Linked DNA regions of Mus musculus: region 2 is linked to region 1. Evidence: chromatin contacts called from public promoter capture Hi-C data. All regions are on one chromosome and are shown on one strand. Each heading gives the region's core, a stretch centred on a gene start, on an enhancer-like site or on the middle of the called end of the contact. The rest is flanking DNA. Distances are from core to core; before and after follow the strand shown.

Region 1 (5,045 bases), core at 1,637-4,136:
CTGAGGCTGGCACTGTCTCAAAAAAACAAAAGCAAAACCTAACATTTGAATATGGGCTGAAACTGGAGGAAACGTTCTGGTTCCAGGTTCCAGCTTGAAAGACAAGGGGACCTGGAGGGGAAAGTGGAGGATTGAGAACTCCAGCACTTTGAAGACAAGGAGAGAGAAGACAACGCGTGCAGGGGATGAGGTGTAGGAACTGGCAAAGGGAAGGCCTCACATTTTAGGAGTAGTTTTTGTGCCAGCTAGCTACAGCTGAGTAATAAAGTTAAGATTATCTGAGACTTCTTCCAACCTCGCAAATCACTAGAAAGGCCTTTTGTGCTGAGGGTGAGGCTCCATACCTGGTATAGAGCAGCCAAGGTGGATGCACATCTGTCCAGAGCTGTTCCTGGTTGTGGGCTGGTGCAACTCAGTCTCTCTGTGGGTTCTTTGCCCCCAGAAGGCAGGACCAACTCCCTCACACCATGGCAGCTGGGAACCAACCAACCAAAAAAAAAAGAAGCAGCACACAGGGTTTCCTCAACACAGCCTTGGCATCTAGCCAGCCTGTCAAAGTATCACTTCTGCCATGTCCTCTGGAGTAAAGCTAGGAGGTCAGCTAGCCTGGATCTTCATCCTTTTAGAGGGTTATGCATGCTGACAGTAGAACTCAGGGCCTGTGCATGCTAGGCAGGTGTTTTGTCTCTGAGCCACACCCCCAACTCAGCTTCCACACCTCCAGCTCAGTCTCCTGGTCTTGGTGGAGCAGGAAATGCCGAGTACACACTGGAGGAGGAAGTGTTGGTGGGTATCTCTCAGACCACCTGGCAGAGTCTGCCCTTTCTCTTACCTATAGCTTTATGTGTTCAACTAAAATGTGCTCTTTTATAAGTCTCTTTTTATTAGCTTGAGTGCTTCCTTATTTATTCGAGCACTATGTAACCTTCTGTGTTCCATTGTTTTGTTTCTGGCCCTAGCCTAGCTTTTGGTTTGATTTGGTTTCTTAAGGTGGAGACTAGCAATGTTGTTCAGGCTACTCTCAAACTCATGGTCTCCAGGGTGTGATCTTTTTGCCTTGGACTCGTGAATAGCTGGGACCCCAGATGTGCACCACTGTGCCCACTTGCCTAACTTTTGAATTAAGGACAAGTGCTTGGCTGAGGGCAGGACATATGCCTGTGCTAGTTGTTGGCACCGCCTTCCTCCTCAGCAGCTTGCCCACAGTATCCCCTCCAAGGAAACTACCTATCTACAGCTGTCATTGCCAACAGGAAAAAGTCTTTGCCAGCCCGAAGAACTCCACAAACCAGTTTTCCAAAGTCTCCGACCTCTAGTGTTTATTTTTTTTATTATTTATTCACTTCTTAAGTATTTGGTAGAGACACATTTCTTTTTACTCTTGATTATTCAGTAACAAAAACTTGAACTTCATGACGGAGCTGATGGTCAACGAGGCCCAATGTGATATGGACATTGATTTATTCTTTCCCATAGCTTCCCACCACCTGGAATCAGCAAAGGGTCCCAAGGAAGTGGTACCTGCCCTGGCAGAGGTCAGCAGCTGGTAACCAAAATATTGTTACTGGACTCAGGCCTTCATAGCACCTCCTTTCCTGTTTGAAGGCCCCCAGGGTTGCTCATCAGCCCTTTAGCCCGCTGCGGGTGATTTATGTGTGTGTGGCATGGTTGTACAGGCCCACACCATTGGGAGAGGGCTTTACTCTCAGAAGGTCTCCTAAGGAGGAAAGCTTTGACTTCAATCTATGGTATGCTGAACCAACTGACGGTTCATCCACACCATCTGTGAGCTGCTTCGCTCTTATGACCACTTAGACGCGTTCCCAATCTTATCTCAGAGCGCTGCCTGTGTCCCAGGTCCGGAGGCTGGGCCAACCGTGTACTTGCAGCTTCTGTCGCCAGCCAGAAAGTTATTTGGTCTGTAAAAAGAGATCGCAGAAACCCAGGAAACTGAAGCCGAGAGCGCGGGCTAGCCCCGGACTGGGCGCACAACAAAACCTAGTTCTACCCACCTCCCGGAGTCCCTGTCCAGGAGGGAAGAGGTGGGAAGGGGCAGGCTCAAGGAAGCTGCTTCTCCGGGAGAGAAGTAGTGGGTGGTGGCCGCGGGGGCGGAGCCGGGGCGGGGCCGTGGAGACTCTTAGGGGCGCTCAGGCTACCGCACCCGCGTGGGGCGTCGGGCGAGATGGCGGCGCGCAGCCTCGGCAGCGGTGTGGGGCGACTGCTGCGTGGCCTGCAAGGGCGCTCTGGACAATCGGGGTGGTCACTGAGCGTGTCCCGCTCGACCGCCACCCGACTCCCGGGCTGCGTTCCTGCAGCAGCGCAACCAGGCTCGTACCCCGCGTTGAGCGCTCAGGCAGCCCAGGAGCCGGCCGCCTTCTGGGGGCCGCTGGCCCGTGACACACTAGTTTGGGACACTCCTTACCATACTGTCTGGGACTGTGACTTCAGGACGGGCAAGATCGGCTGGTTCCTGGGAGGCCAGTTGAATGTGTCTGGTGAGTGCCTTGCTGGGTCCAGCTCATTTTCGCCGAGACTCGGGAGGCTCCAGTCAGTAGCAGCTGCCCCCAGGCCTTGGCTCTTTTCTCCAGAATGCTTCACCACCCACCCTAATCCTTGGGTCACGTCACTTTGTTCTGTATTCCACCGGATCTAGAGACTGCAGCTGGCGAAGCAGCAGTTACCCTCCCAAGTCTGCAGCGCTGTCTCTAGCGGGAAACTGGGGATACCCGGTTTAACCTCAGAGTGTTCTACCCTAACACAGATTCTAGGGGGCTTTGTCTTCAGACACAAAGCTTAGGACCCCAGATAGGCCTAGATGGAGAGAGCCCATGCTCCAAGAGTCCAGGCTTTTCTGACTCAGGGCCCCCAGATCAGCAGGGTAAACGCAAAGTACATAGGTTGCTATCGGCAACTGCAGGTGCTAGGGCTCGAGGCTCCCCTGAGGACAAACCTTGCAGTGTAAACAGAGCTTGGTGGGTGCAGGAAGAAGAAAGTGTCAGCCCCTGGGAGGGAACTGCTTATCTCCTCCGGTTGGGGTATGTGGGCAGGAAGTTCTCGGTCTAAGAACTGCACCCCAAAAACAAACGTCTACAGTGTCAAAGGCAGGTGTAACTTCAGCTCTCCGGAGTCTGAGTCAAGAGGAGCTGAACTCAAAGCCAGCTTGGACTATGTACCAGCCTCCCCCTTGATCTCTAAACGAGACACATCAGTCACTCTAGCTGTCAGTTTTCTGATGAGCCCGGATTCTGCTGAGGGTGGAGGCAGGGAAACACACGGAGGAGCCGAGAACTGAAGGAGGGGTTGGACTGAGAGGGGCTGGACAGACAGGCTGTGTCTCTGGTGCACAGCAGAGGGTTGGGAACTTTTGCATTCCTGTGGGATGGGAGCGAGGGTTGGATGGGTCAGAGATGCGTAAGGGACGAACTGAAGGTCTTTAAGACGAGGTGGCAGGTGATGCTTTGTTTAAGGACCAAAGTTAGAGGTGGAATCTGGTGTCTGCAGTTTCACTACCTCTTCAGCTTTGGTGCGTCTCAATCGCCCCATTTGTAAAATGAGAAAGCAATACTCACCTCTTATGCTGTCTGTACCGCAGTGCTGGGGGTGGGGATACAGTAACCTGTCCAGGCTTACTGGTGATCAATAAGCTGTAGCAGTTCTGATTTAATATATTCAGAAATTATAGGGTCTGTTTTTATTTATTTATTTATTTATTTATTTATTTATTTATTTATTTATTATATGTAAGTACACTGTAGCTGTCTTCAGATACTCCAGAAGAGGGCATCAGATTTCATTACGGATGGTTGTGAGCCACCATGTGGTTGCTGGGATTTGAACTCGGGAACTTCGAAAGAGCAGTCAGCGCTCTTAACCACTGAGCCATCTTGCCAGCCCCCTGTTCTTTTTTTAAAGCACAAAACTTTAAAGAAACTTTGGACAAGTCATTTTTCCCCCGTATATTATATCACTTGACAAGTTTAATCTAAATGAGTCTTTTACTAGATAAGTGTTGCCTTTAGACTTGAGTCAGCAAATTCTTCAACTTGGGTTAAGAAGTTCTTGCGTTTGCAGAAAGTGTCCTTCAAGTGAGTATAGCAGTTTGCAGAAGGAAGGGGGCAGAAAGTGTGCGGCTTCTTTGGAAACCTCTCCTCCCTTAAGAGGTCAAGGCCGCTGGGACGACCAAGCTTGTAGCTGATAAGAAGTGGTATCAGCCTTATGGTGAGGCTTGGGTGTGGTCTTCTAGGAATTCTCTGGCCTCTATTCTTCTACTATTAGAGCTGTGTGAGCCAGACAGAGTTTGAACTTCGCCAAACTGACATGCAAGAAAGCAGCTTCTCCAAATGTCTGGCTTCCTATCTGTCAGCAGCATCTTTGCCCTTTGCCCGTTTCTGCAACCTCCAGGGGTTACAGTGTGAACAGGGAACAGACCGACTGCAGCTGCTCTGGGAGCCACTTAGAGAGTTGTTAAGTCATTGGGCTGTTTAGGCCTGATCTGTTTATGTGTGATAATGACAACTTGTTCCAAAAATTTGAGTGGCACTATTATCCTTCCAGTGATCTTCAGGCTAATGCTTTTCAAAGGTCCAGACCAATGCTGCTGGACCAGGAAGCTTTTAGAGATGCAAATTCGGGGGCCCACTCTAGACTCTTAGGTTTAGAAACCCCGTGGCTGGGTGTCTTCCAGCTGTGATTGACAGGCCCTGCAGGTGCTTGGCACAGCACACACAGCACAGTTTGGTGGTTTCAGCTGGGTCTTTTGGGCTACACTGAGGTCTTAATTCTTACTTCATTGCATTTCACATGTTTCCTTATATTTGACCTAAAGAGAGCAGTGTGTCCTGGAATATTATTGTAGTTACCATTGTTCCATACTCTAATTTAGCTGTACTGCTGGATAATGACCCTTTTATTATCCTGAGGTCTTAGGTCAGGACTCTCAGGGCCCACGGGGGTCTACTCTCTCCCCTTCCCTGATATCTCACCTCCTGGTTTGAGGCCTGAGTGGTGGGTGCTATGCTTAGAATATGGTTCATCCCCTAAGCTCC
Region 2 (5,045 bases), core at 1,165-3,664, 850 kb before region 1:
TCTCATACTAGGTTTGTGTGAGGCAAAGGCCTAGCTATCACTGACACCACCTCCAAATTCTCTAGCTGTCTCTAGGAGACCCCACTTCTTGGCCAAGGGGAAAGGAAATCTTGTTCCCCTTCCTTGGAGACCTAAAGCCTTTCAGCAACTTTGAAGAAAACTCTTCAATAAGTTGGCCTTGTTGTGGGATGAGAAATATCACATAACCCTTTCAATCTCTTTGCAAGCCCTGTGTGTGGACAGTACCTTACCTTGGGCTGTAGGGATGCTTGACCCTCTTTTGTCTAAGGGACCCAGTTTCTTCGTAGTCTCACAAGGTCACACTAAGCACCCCATTATAGTCTGTTCAGCTGGAACTCTCCTTGAGTCATGAAGGGTCTGCTCAGGGTAGAGAGGGCATGAGGATAAATGTATATGATGATCCTTGGTTTCAGTCTTAGTTCTGTTAGTATTACAGATAAGCCCTTGAGAAGGTTTCACCTCTCCAATTCTGTGCATCTACAGTTACTTATTGTATAAGGTACCTGATATTTATAAGGCACAGTTTCTCCCTGGATAAATATAATCAAAGCACTTGCCTCCTAAGTATTCAATTAAGGAGGTCATGCCTGCCCAAGTGCTCACACTAAGGGCTCAATAGATGGCAACTATACTCATTAGAAAGTTCTTCCTAGAGTCGAACATTTCACAGATCTCTTTAGTCCCCTCAGTGTAGGGACCACGATAATTTCTCTACTGAATGAGATACACAAAACTACAGAAGCTTAAGTGACTGCTTTAAGGTCATACCTAGCAGAAAATGGAACCTAAACTCAAAGCCAAATCTGCCTGTCTACACCACCTGTCTGCTAGATCTGGCTCTTATGGGAAAGTTTCTTCCCCCAACCCTAACTCTCTGCAGCTGTCTCTGCCTACTTCCCACCCTCACCCTTTCTCTCTAGGGTCTCTTTACACAGCGCTAGCTGTCTTGGAACTCACAATAGATTGCTCTGCCTCTGAGTACTGAGATTAAAGGCATGTACTACCATGTCCAGTGGCTTCCTCTTTTTCAAAAAAACCAATCTCCAGGCATCCTTTACCACCCAACTCTCAGGTGCTCTCTTCTAGACTCCTCCATACTCCCTTGCCATCACTGCCACCTCTGTCCTTTGGGCCTTTTTCACAGCAGAACAACCATGAAGTCTGGCTTTGCAGTACAACAGTGAATGGTTCAAATGTAGTTCTGCCCATTTTTCCATTGGAGGTAAAGTACAAAGTTAGTGTGAAAATAATGGCAGTAGCTGGCATTCTTTGTGGTAGCTCAAGTCCTGGCAACAACCTCAGGTTCTCAGTAGGCAGTAACTGGTAAGCCAGGTGCTGAAACATTCTCTTCACAGCATGTCTCACCTCCTAAGTTCATCTGGTTTTAGTCTGCATTTTTTTTTTAAACCATCTGCACAGAATGAAGCTAGAGTAACCAATGTTCTTTAAAAAGCTACCTCTCTGGCTGAGAGCCTACTGGGAAGATTGTGAGTGGGGGTGTATCCTTTACATAAGAATCTCAACTCCATTTCAATTTCATCTGCCCCACTACTGCTGAACATAGCCAGGTGTGGGTGAAGAATACCAAACACCCTGCCTTGGTAGAGGTTAGGCTCTAGTGAGGGCCAAAGTAAACACACACACAAATGGACAGTATATGTTGTATCAGGCAAGGAGCAAATAAACAGGCCAGAGAATGTCGGGGAGCTGATAGTAGTAGGCAGGAGCTGATCCTGCAAGGTCCCTTAGGAGTTTCCAGGCACAATCAAATGCACACAGGGCACTAGAGAATCAGGCCATAGCATATGGTTAATGTGGTGAAAGGAGCCCTCTGCTGGGTGAGACATGATGTTGGTTAAGGGCAGATCCATGGAATTACTGCTTACTCCACATGAGAGATGAAGGAAGCTGGCCAGGGAGCTAATGGCAAGTAGCACCTAGGTGGCATCGAGGGATAAAGGTACTGACACAGGGTCTACCAGGTTCCTTGGAGCAGCCACGAGGCCCAGCAGGTGCCAGAGAGGCTGCTGCCGTGTGGGGAAGGACTCAGTTCTCTTTAAGGGTGGCCACTGGGAGTCTGAGCATGCTCCAATGAGTATATGGGAAACACAAATTGGACTTGGAATAATTTGGGTGTATGCAGATCAAGGGTGGACCTGCGAGGAATGGGGATAGGAAGCAAGTGTGAAATCCCCAAATTATTAAAAATACCATATTGGGGGGAGGGGGGGGAGACAGAGCTACTGAGATTGATCATGTGCAAGATCTGGCTCAGACTGGGAACAGGTAAGATGCTTCGACCATGTGCTTTCTACCCTGCTTCTCAGGCTTGCTCTCTCTGAAAGGAGCTAGGAAGACAGTCAGACCATTAAAACAGAGCCACACCCATTTGTAAGAAGGAAGACCTTTTATTTGGGCCTGAGAAAGGGTCTCAGATAGTAGCTGTCTTGAATCTAGTGGTTAGAACAGAGCAGGTTAGAAAGAGGGAGCAGCAGGGGGCCTATGTTTGTACCAGTTGCTCTTAGTAAATTCCAAGTCACCCTGAAGAGTCTGGCGGAGAGGGGCATGCTCTATTGTATTGATGGCAGGAAACAGCTAGTGGTACTCTGGAAGGAACTGCGGCAGTATCATCTAAAGCCAAGAATGTGCTCAGTCCCTGCCTGCATGCTTCCTTCCTTCCTTCCATAATCATCTTCTAAGGAGGAAGAGATGTATATAACTCTACTTGTGAGTTGGTTGGTGTAGTAAGATCAAACATGTTTCTTTGAACAAGCTTGAACTGCACTTGTTAGAAAAGGCATCATGAAACCTGACATGGAGGTATAGTAACTTCCAGACCAGCCAGAGCAAACAGTGGGATCCTATCCCCCACAACAGGCATCATAATTAACTTACCTTTACTCTGGTGAATAAGAAGTACTCTTCCGACAGATCAAGACATGTCCAGGCATTGTAATGCATGCTAAGCACAGCCTACTTAGTTTCAAGTGATTCCCCTACTTGTCATGCAATGCTAGGATGATCCACAATGATGCAGTGGAGAACTGCCCTCAGTTCAACAGCCCTAGAGTATCTGATGAAAGCCCATCTGGGTGGACAGATGTTTCCACCTGAGCCTCCAGAACAGAAGCCTGAAGCTGGAAACAGCCTTCCTGGGCATGGAGCCCATTCTATGCAGTTCCTTTGGCTGTGGGCCAGGCACAGAACTGGGGCAAGTTCAAGCAGCTGCCATCCATATTTACTTCACAGGCAGGGGGAAAACCCAGGACCCTTTGCAAATCATTGAGGATGTAGGCAAAACCAGGTAGTGGAAGGGGCCTGAATTATGTAGGAAAGCCTGGGCATTAGAGCATGGTCCCAGGAACCTTGCCCATGCACCCTACCATTTGCCAAGTGTGACCTGGGCCCTGTGAAGTGCAGAAATAGAGGTGCTGCCAACTTCCTTCCAAGCAACTCAATATGCAGGACAAACTCTGTTGTCCTTGTTCTGTTTATAATGACCAATTTTGTTTTTCCAGATCTTTGGTTCCGGTGTAACCAATATGCCGGAGACGTTGCAACCCCAGGAGAACACTGTTTTCTAAGACCCTGTCTAAGGATGCTTCTTGGTAGCTCACAGTATCACATTGGCTCCTGGCTCTGGGCAGGGCAGGAAGCAGTACAGTAAAGGAGGCAGAAGAGGTTCTATCCAAGGTCCCTACTATCCTTTTTATGCCTTCAATGGTGGATGTCTTCACCAGGCTGGGATATGCCTGAAGCTGCTGCAAGTCAAAGGTCCGAAGGGCAGGGAACAAGTGTAAAACAGAACTTGCGTCCCAAAGCTACACGTTAACTATACATACCCAAATAAAATTGCTTCTCCACAGACTCTTGTGACCACCACTACAGTTAAAGGCACTCAAGATACATAAGACATTCATTCCCATATGTGTATCTGCTGCTAGCATTAGTGACATTTTCTGCTTTTTTCCTAGAAAAAGACACCTACCTGAACCCACTAAGGTTGTCATGTGCCACATCCAAAAGAAAACCCCTCTATTCTAGGAGGAATCCTCCACACAACCACCTGCAGCAGGAGGACCACAGCAGGAGATGATTATGTGTACACAGTGACTTTTACGCAGAGGATGAAAGCAAAGTCCCCTTACCACGCCCCAAGATAAGATTTTCTAGCAATCAATTACAGCTCCAGTGGGAATTTCTATATAACAGAATTGGTAGTATTTCTTCAAATTTTTGTGTTTTTTATTTTTTTTTCTTTAAAGTCCATTGATCATCACAAAAACCCAGGAAATACAACTAAAGAGAAAACAAATGTCCAACTGAAGTCTAAGAATCCAGAGCTACGGACGAGACGTGGCACTGGAAGGGCTAGGTGTGTACGGGGTGGGAGGAAATCCCCACGGGCATGGCCACAGTCATGGGAGACACTTAGGGAGGTGAGGCAACAGCTGGGCGGTTATGTTAACCGCTGCACGATGACAGCGTTGAGAAGGTTGGCTTCCTTCAGGGTTTGGTTCTCATCAGCCAGCTCTTTGTTAGGGAAGGTAGTCATAAGGACAAAACTGGTGGCAGCCATAGCTGGCCGGGCATCCACGATGAAGAGCCGGATGTCGCTGATCCTGGAGGAGCAGGGTAAGTTGGAGGTAATGAATAGGGCTCTCTGCTATTGCCCCCAACCCTGGCCTTTGGGAAGAGGAATGCTTCTGAAGGCTCCTTCTTACCATGCCTGCTTCCCTGTGTCCCTTCTCTACAGAGTGGCCAAAGCTGTCACCTGGAAGCACATCAACCTCATTTCCTCCTCTGCCTGAAGCCCCCCATTCCTGGCAGGTACAATCTTCCTGGAGTCCCAAAGCCTGCTTTATTTTGCTCTCCTTCCTTGTCCTTATCTCTCTTCTTTCTTCCTTCCACAGTCAGCCTTCTTTCATTCTATTCTACTTTGGGACTCTTCACAAAAGAAGGCTGTCTTCTATTGCTCCCATCTTGCCACAGAAGTGGTTGTATACTTCTGGGGCCATCTGACT

What was found. Promoter capture Hi-C pulls out the DNA fragments that hold promoters and counts their contacts.
Region 2: a promoter capture Hi-C map of hippocampal neurons shows a contact between it and region 1, with 2.4 times the contacts expected there. The contact joins the enhancer-like site here to the promoter of E130215H24Rik in region 1. A contact is called at or near these places in 6 of 39 promoter capture datasets (cranial neural crest, embryonic stem cells, hippocampal neurons and 2 more), 1 of 484 Hi-C or Micro-C datasets (the G1E-ER4 cell line), 1 of 115 datasets of contacts at active chromatin or transcription factors (embryonic stem cells) and 1 of 9 other capture datasets (adipose tissue).

What each region holds. Positions count from the first base shown.
Region 1 is chr2:150,665,335-150,670,379 of GRCm38.p6, reverse strand. E130215H24Rik (RIKEN cDNA E130215H24 gene) reads right to left here and starts at 2,886. Exons shown (of 2, transcript NR_040331.1): 1 at 2,423-2,886; 2 at 1,448-1,919. It overlaps Acss1 (acyl-CoA synthetase short-chain family member 1), which reads left to right and starts at 2,140. Exons shown (of 14, transcript NM_080575.2): 1 at 2,140-2,495. The coding sequence starts at 2,183.
Region 2 is chr2:151,510,505-151,515,549 of GRCm38.p6, reverse strand. Nsfl1c (NSFL1 (p97) cofactor (p47)) reads right to left here. Exons shown (of 10, transcript NM_198326.3): 10 at 4,240-4,643. The coding sequence ends at 4,481. Among named protein-coding and RNA genes, the nearest start is that of Gm52533, 5.5 kb to the left of the region's middle. Within about 2 kb of position 2,414, at least 24 of the 459 cell types and tissues checked have an H3K27ac peak or open chromatin away from gene starts, as enhancers often do. A contact at or near this core is called in hippocampal neurons, where this site is marked.